2 separate regions of the Macaca mulatta genome follow, and region 2 is linked to region 1. Evidence: chromatin contacts called from public Hi-C data. All regions are on one chromosome and are shown on one strand. Each heading gives the region's core, a stretch centred on a gene start, on an enhancer-like site or on the middle of the called end of the contact. The rest is flanking DNA. Distances are from core to core; before and after follow the strand shown. Region 1 overlaps PRKCA (protein kinase C alpha). Region 2 overlaps PRKCA (protein kinase C alpha).

The links. A called contact is a pair of places that touch in the nucleus more often than the background predicts.
Region 2: a Hi-C map of fibroblasts shows a contact between it and region 1, with 1.9 times the contacts expected there. The contact joins two enhancer-like sites.

The regions. Positions count from the first base shown.
Region 1 is chr16:76,209,102-76,213,390 of T2T-MMU8v2.0, reverse strand. The region is part of intron 2 of PRKCA (protein kinase C alpha); the gene reads right to left. Among named protein-coding and RNA genes, the nearest start is that of PRKCA, 170 kb to the right of the region's middle. Within about 2 kb of position 1,675, at least 6 of the 40 cell types and tissues checked have an H3K27ac peak or open chromatin away from gene starts, as enhancers often do.
Region 2 is chr16:76,314,103-76,317,922 of T2T-MMU8v2.0, reverse strand. All of the region lies in intron 3 of PRKCA (protein kinase C alpha), which reads right to left. Among named protein-coding and RNA genes, the nearest start is that of PRKCA, 270 kb to the right of the region's middle. Within about 2 kb of position 1,427, at least 2 of the 40 cell types and tissues checked have an H3K27ac peak or open chromatin away from gene starts, as enhancers often do.

The sequences.
Region 1 (4,289 bases), core at 426-2,925:
ACTTCCCTTCAACATTTCTGCTAGGAAGAGAGTATTCAAAGCAGAACCTTCAGGGGAAATAAGAGAGGATTGCAAAATAGAGAGGAATGGTGGGTAACTTCTGGAAACGAGAGGAAGTGGTGAATGGGAATCTGGGTTTTTCCTGCATGCCAGCCACAACTTCTTTTTCTCTTCGGTTTCATTCACGGTAGCTCTCACCCCTCCCACTTTCCCACCCTCCACCCTCCTTCACAAGTCCTTTATGTGTGCGCTCTTGCCCTAATGCTGCCATAGTTAGCTGGTTTCAGACCACACCTTCCATTAAGACACCTCAGACAACCCTGGGCATTTACTCCAGGTCAGCTTCCTATTGAAAAGCATACAAATATGTTGGGAACAAGAGGCAAGAAGAGAAGGGTGCCCATGTTTCTCAGCCAGTTAGGATCTGTTAGTTATAATAGGGTTGGACCTCAGGAAAAACATGAATTATGACTTGCCAGGGGGAAAAAATGCACGTGCAGGAGCAAGTCAGTCAGCTGACTGCAAACTGCTGTACCAAGATCACCAATGTGTGCCTCCCACAGCCAGACACCCAGCCAGCCCATACAAATGGGGACAGATTCCTCAGTGACAGAGACGCCCCATGATGTTGCTGTAAGAGTGTGCGTCTTGATTCAGACAAGTTCATTTCAAAAACTATTTTTCATCTGTATATCTTTTTAAATAGGTAACTACACAGCGTAGACTCAGATAAAGGAAAAAGTCATTCTGTAGTTTTCATTTCTTTAAGCCAAAATGTCGAATGGAACATATGTGCTTTTTGACAAATGTAGCTTTATCATTTCAGAGACATCGTATCTTCACCCTGTATTTTAGTTGGGTAGAAGAAATAAAGAAGCATCAAAATGATACCTGACCACTCCTGGAAACAACTAATGAGGAGTTCCTAAACTAAGAGCCATTTCTGTCAAACACATTTTCAGGAAACTGGAACTATCAGCAAGGAAAGGTAAGTTGTTAGTCATATAAATGCTCCTGGGAGCCAAGACAAGTTTTCTGTTTTTCTTTTATTTTTGTTTTTGTTTTTTAAGTACAACCAAGGCCAGACGAAGTGGCTCATACCTATAATCCTAGCACTCTGGGAGGCCGAGGTCAGGGGATCACGTGAGCACAGGAGTTCGAGACAAGCCTGAGCAACATAGTAAGATCTCGATGCACAAAAAATTAAAAAATTAGCTAGGCATACTAGCATGCACCTGTGGTCCCAGCTACTCAGGAGGTTGAAGCAGGAGGATCGCTTGAGTCCAGGAGTTTGAGGCTGTGGTGAGCGAAGATGGTGCCACTGCACTCCAGCCTGGGCGACACAGTGAGACCGTCTCAAAAACAAAAATGTACAAACAAAATTTCATTCTAATTTTTAAAAGCACTAGAGCAGGTACTATTGTTGATAGGGCCGTTTTTCTGCAAAATGTGTTTGCACAGCTAAACTGTTATTTAAGCATTTTGTTCACTATGAAAACTAAGCTATTATTTAGTCAAAAGCCATAATTTACAGATGAGGAAACTGAGGCAGTTTACCTTAAATCAGTCAGGTATAGCATACTATGTATAGTAACTGCTGAGATTAGCTACACGACATCTGGCTACGTAGCATGAAATGAGAGTATAGCTGACATTGCCCCGTTCATACACTTTGGAATTCCTGGGATTTAACCACTCATGGTATTGGAATGTACCATTCCATGGCCTAAATGAGAGTCTGTAAGCCACGATATAAACCAAAAGATCTTTATACACCACCTCCTGCGCATGGGGCAACGTGCACAGTCATCCCTCTCTAAGATGCTCAGAGGAAGAGGAAAATAAGGTGTTGAACAACAGACAGACATCTCTGTCGTGTGTGTTTTCAGGGCAACGAAGCCATCAGCACACATCTTTTCACCGTAGGTTCAGTTTGAATATGAGCATCGTTTTGCTTTCATTTTCAAATTTTCTTGCTACAAGGAAAAGTGAATCATTTCCATAGTTGCAAATGTCAGTCACAAATTTAAACTGAGGGCATGAGTAATTTAAGTCTTTTTTTTTTTTTTTTTTTTGTAAATGAAGGAAGAGGTCACAATTCAAATCTTCACATAGACTTCCCTTCTTTGACCCCAGCGTGAAGGAATTCGCACTTCTAAAGAGAAGTGGAAATAAAGTCAATGTTATCGAGGTCAGGAGATCAAGACCATCCTGGCTAACACGGTGAAACCCCGTCTCTACTATAAAAATACAAAAAAACTAGCCGGGCGAGGTGGCGGGCGCCTGTAATCCCAGCTGCTCGGGAGGCTGAGGCAGGAGAATGGCGCGAACCCGGGAGGCGGAGCTTGCAGTGAGCTGAGATCCGGCCACTGCACTCCAGCCCGGGCGACAGAGCGAGACTCCATCTCAAAAAAAAAAAAAAAAAAAGCTGAAGCTTCAAGTTTTTGTGCATTACACCAAACATTTCATAAAGAAAAGAATAATGTTTAGATTTTATGTGGAATACTTATCAATTCTTAACAGTACAGACTCCATAAATGTTCAGTGTGGCCAAATTATGTTAAATGGTATTTTGCCAAGAAGTTTGTTCCGTTTTGAGGTAAGGAGAATGTGGAGGAAGAGAAAGTCACTTGTAGCTCAATGGGAACCACTTTGCAGAATAACTCAGACCCCCATCTCAACTCCACAAGCAAGGTCCAAGAAAGGGCTTCCTAAGGCCCGTGGCTTGTAAGCAGTGCAGGTGGCCTCGAACACAGGGCTCCCTGGGTCTGTCTGGCTTCAAGCTCTTCCAGCTGGGACACCTGGGACCAAGCTCTACTTCTCCCAGCTCAGTTCCGTTAGATGCTTCCTCCACCCACACACACAAATGCTTCCCACATGTGCAGTTCACTTTCCAAAATTTCATTCACTGTCTACAGAAAAAAGGTACAGGCATCTAGAGTGAGGAGATCCAGACCCATCCTCATGCTTTGACATATTTCAGTGACTTCTTAAAATTCTCAGTATTGGGCTCTGCACGGAGCAGCTACATAACAAAACAGCTGCTAGTGCACTTGGATGTAAAATGCTTCTCTGTTTCTTCTCAACATAATGGAACTAAGAATGATTTCCTATGTCAGAGAACTATATAGCCCTACAGAAGAAAAACTTTTGACTTATTGCTGAGATTACATTAGGCTATACAAACTGAGTTATCCATGTGAAGAAACTCCTTTAAAATAAAAAAAGTCAAATCTTACACAATAAGAAAGAAAGTACATGGAAATAACTCCAAAAAGCATTTAAAATGTTACTGGCCTCAATAAATTTCCTTGCTTGGGTGAAAAGAGGTCATGGAATGGGGATGGTTGTCTCTTGGAATTAAAGCTACCTTTGTTCATAATACCAACTTTTCTCTCTATGCAGATCTACTGTTAGAATTAAAACATATCAGGCTGGGCATAGTGGCTCACACCTGTAATCTCAACACTTTTGAGGGGCCAAGGTGGGAGGACTGTTCAAGCTCAGGAGTGTGAGATCAGCTTGGGCAACACAGCAAGACTTCACCACTACTAAAAAAAAAAAAAAAAAAAATTAACTAGCCAGGCACGGTGGCACATGCCTTTAGTCCCAGCTACTCAGGAGGCTGAGGTGGGAGGATCTCTTGAACCCAGGAGTTCAAGGCTGCTGAGAACCATAATCACACCATTGCACTCCAGTCCGGGCAAAAGAATGAGACTTGTCTCAAAAATTTAAAAAAATTAAAAAATAATAACGTATCAGTTGATAAATTTCTTCCAGATACATTACTACGCTAAGTCAAATTTAAGAATTACCCAATGAGATCAATTTCTTAGGGAAGTGTTGAAATAAAATTCCCTTTCCCACAAAACAAATCTCGTTTATGAAACAGCTCACAGGACTAAAGTTCTGGACAGACATAAAAGATAAACTGAAGGATTAGTCTTTCATATTAATGTTAGGTTGTGGTTATTAAGGCTATGGGGGTTGGCCTAGTCAAGAGTTTCCTAGTCATTCATTTATTTACTTAAGTTATTGGCTATGTCACTGGTGAAGAAACAAACTATGTTTCTACCAAGAAACAAAAACCACCAATCCCTTTTTATTTAATTAAAAAAACCAAAACACAAAATTGTAAAACTCTACAAAATAACAAAGGAGAAAATCTAGATGACCTCGGGTTTGGCAATACTGTTTTAGATACAACACTAAAGGTGAAAGGAGTAATTCATGAAAAATAATTGGAACGCTAGATTTCATTACAATTAAAAACTTCTGCTCTGCAAAAG
Region 2 (3,820 bases), core at 178-2,677, 100 kb before region 1:
CTATAATTGGTTTTTGTGTAGGGTGTTACTTGTGGTTGAGATTTTTAAAAATATAGATATCCTATTGACCAGCCTCATTCATTGCAAAAAACCACTGCTTGGCAATTGAAGGCTTAGCTTTAAGATTAAAAAGATGACCCAGAAAAAAAATTTCCAAAGACCCCAAGTTTTCAGTCTTTGATTTACCTACATATGCCTGCCTAACTCTTTTAGGAACATGGAAGGGTAAGTTCCAAGATGAAAGGCTTTGTTCTCAATTTCATTACTTCATTGAGTCCCACAGAATTATCCTTTTTCCTGACTGGTAACCTGTAGAACACGGAACATGAGGAAATGATTTTTAAATCATCTCAAAATTAAATGATTATAATGTCATTTTATGCCACAAGGAACTGTTTACTTCTCAAACCCCATTTTAAAAATTTCATTTTAAAAACATCCCTACTTCATTACCTCCACACCAGCTATACCAATGAGCTGTCCATGGCAACACCAGCAAGTGCACTGAAGACAGATTTCTGCAGCGCCAGCCTCCAATACCCTGCTGAACAGCAAGCGGATGACCCAGCACCCGCACTCAAGCTTCCTAAACCACGAATTACTCCTCACCAGCACCCAAAAGCAGCTCCCAGAACAAGCTGGTGGAAAATGTAGTGGGGAAAACACAAACCTCTACCAGAAATAGACTCTGCACATCTATTTTTTGGGGGGTTTTTTGAGACAGAGTCTTGTTCTGTCATCCAGGCTGGCATGCAGTGGTGCCATCTCAGCTCACTGCAACCTTTGCCTTTGGGGTTCAACTGATTCTCATGCCTCAGTCTCCCAAGCAACTGGGATTACAGGTGTGTGCCACCATGCCCAGCTAATTTTGTAATTTTACTAGAGACGGGGTTTCTTTTTTTTTTTTTTTTTTTTTTTTTTTTGAGACGGAGTCTTGCTGTGTCACCCAGGCTGGAGTGCAATGGCCAGATCTCGGCTCACTGCAAGCTCCGCCTCCCGGGTTCACGCCATTCTCCTGCCTCAGCCTCCCGAGTAGCTGGGACTACAGGCACCCGCCACCTCGCCCGGCTAGTTTTTTTTGTATTTTTTAGTAGAGACGGGGTTTCACCGTGTTAGCCAGGATGGTCTCGATCTCCTGACCTCGTGATCCGCCCGTCTCGGCCTCCCAAAGTGCTGGGATTACAGGCTTGAGCCACTGCGCCCGGCCTGAGACGGGGTTTCATCGTGTTGGCCAGGCCAGTCTTGAACTACTGACCTCAAGTGATCTGCCTGCCTCGCCCTCCTAAAGTTCTGGGATTACAGGCATGAGTCACCATGCCAGGCCTCTGCTGGTCTATTATCTAATGCAGTCAATGTATTAACATTTTCCTTTACGCTTAGTGCTTTTTATAATCTGTTTAAGAATTTTTCCAGGAAACACATACAAATATTGTACATTATCTCTCTTCCCCATCCACTGGCTCACGGGGATCTTGGTTGTATCATGGTCATGGCATGAATCAGATTTCTGGACTTCTTCCCATCTGATTTTCACTTATAGGAATTTTTCAAATACTTCTTAAATAAACCTAATATGGATGTTTTCCCAAACAAAAAGTACCTTGGCATCAAATTTCTCAAGTGGCTGGCTCCGAGGTGGATCTGGAATTTTCAGCCTCTTTGTGATTTAGCAGGGCTTTTTCTTTCCATGAAACCTTGAGGTAACAGAGGGGAGGGAGGAGAGAGCAAACACTGACATCCCAGACTGGGAAAGGGGAGAAATGGTGGAAACTGAGACCAAAAAACTAAAAACTGCTAGGTCCATTTTTCTTCCCACTGAGAATTCAGGCAACAGCATCAAGGGTTGGTGCAAGGCCAGGCCTGGGAGACAGACCTGCCTGTGTCCTGGCAGGATCTCCTCCTTAAGGGCCTTTGCCCTGCTTCATTAACAGCTACGGTTTAGCAACAACCCGCCAGCAGGGGTCAGTCTCGGTCACCACACAGAAGCCAGGAGGCTCTCTCCAGCTACAAAGCCACGCTCTGGAACGTTCCAGAAGTTGTTTGTTGCCACTGCACAACACCCAGCTTGTCTTCCTATCTCGTCACCTTGGCGCCTGTTTCCTATTTTTTCAAGATTGCATTTCATACTTAGAGGAATTAATTACCTTATATTCCTGTTGCTGTTTTTCATACTGAGCTAAATACTTATACCAAGTTCCCCATATCATGTATAAAACCTCCTTTTCCCTTGATTTTTCTTATGGCAGCAGAAAGGTCAACTTTTTCCATATTTTAAAATGAAGGAAAGGACGTATTCTTACTTGCAGTGGAAAATGTACAAATATTACATAATGTGACAACTATATTTTCTAATATTCCCATTTGGGTTTAGTTATCTACGGGATAAATTTCCTTTTTCTCTCTAAATTACAAAACATCCTTTCATTAAGCATCTTCTCCCCAACATCCCCTCTTAAAGTCCCTGGAAGGCTGGCAAGGGGCTCATGGCCCGTTGAGCTCTCCCTGAGCTCTCCTTGGACTTACTCGGAGGCTGTGTCCCAAACACCGAACAGGAGGAACACCTGCACTGAGACCAGGAAAGCAAATCTGATGTGAAAAAGTAGTAGAATGGAGAATCTATTTCTACTTTAAATTTGAGGGTGGCTCTTTTTCAAGACACACTGCTGAATTTACAAACAGTGCTGGTCTAATAAATGATTACATTTTATGCTAGAAGGATATGACTATACTTAGCAGGTTACCTTTTACCAAAAAAAAAAAAAAAAAAAATCCCCCACGGATCTAAGGCCCATCAAATACAACATTCAGGAGGGCGTAAGGTCTCATTACCCAAAGTGGGGAAAGCTGTTGCAAAAAATGAAACAAACAAACAAACAAAAAATAGTTCTTCACAATGCCTGTCTTCCAACAAGTCTGTCTTACTGATATTTCAAAGTGTGCTCATCTAAAAGTATATTCTCCGCTTCTTTCTCCCTAAAACATATAAAATATTTCTAAAGCAAATGGCGTCCATCTTCTTTCCAGTTCTGGACTGATAAAACCTCAAAAGAAAATAAAGTCAGGGAACTTTGAGATGGGCAACAGAGTCTATCTGCCCCTTCCCCGGGACTGGGCTGGGTCACTCTGAAAGGAGGACTCCAGGCATCATCCACAGATTTGAAAGGGGCCAGAGAGGAAACGTATTCAAGAGTGCATCTTAGCCCAAGGGTGCTGAGAGGGAGTCCAGGAAGACAAGGTATCCAAGGACTCTGGATACCCCACCTATCAGTCCTACCCCTTGTAGCTACAATGATCCATCTAAAATTTAAATCCCCAACATCTTCAAGGGTAGTCACAAACAGCGGGCAGGTGTGACCCCAGCTCCTGCATTTTAGCACTTAATTCTAATAGGCCAGATAACCTCATTGCAGGCAAGACACTTGAGGACTAGGGCTGTGGTAGTCAATTTTGATTTCCCAGGATGGTCAACAGACTCAAAAAGAGCATTAAAATGAATATACATAGTGGGTAGATCAATGGGCCACAGGCAAGGCCTTTACAGAAAATAGTAAACAGGTTCCAAGTGTTTCTATGTCCTGCCATCTTATCTACCAAGACAGGAGGGCACACAGGGACTTGGAACAGAAAGAGGGAACACCTGTGCATTTCATTAGTACGTATCTCTTAGCATCAGCTCTCTCCAGACAGACACGCGCAGATGTTGGAAGAAACACCACCGCTGAGCAGAAAAAGGGACCTCCTATGCCAGGAAGAGGCCATGCATCCTGAAGCTGCTACTGATTTGTAGCGCTGGCTTTCTGCTAGAGCAACTTCATTTTAT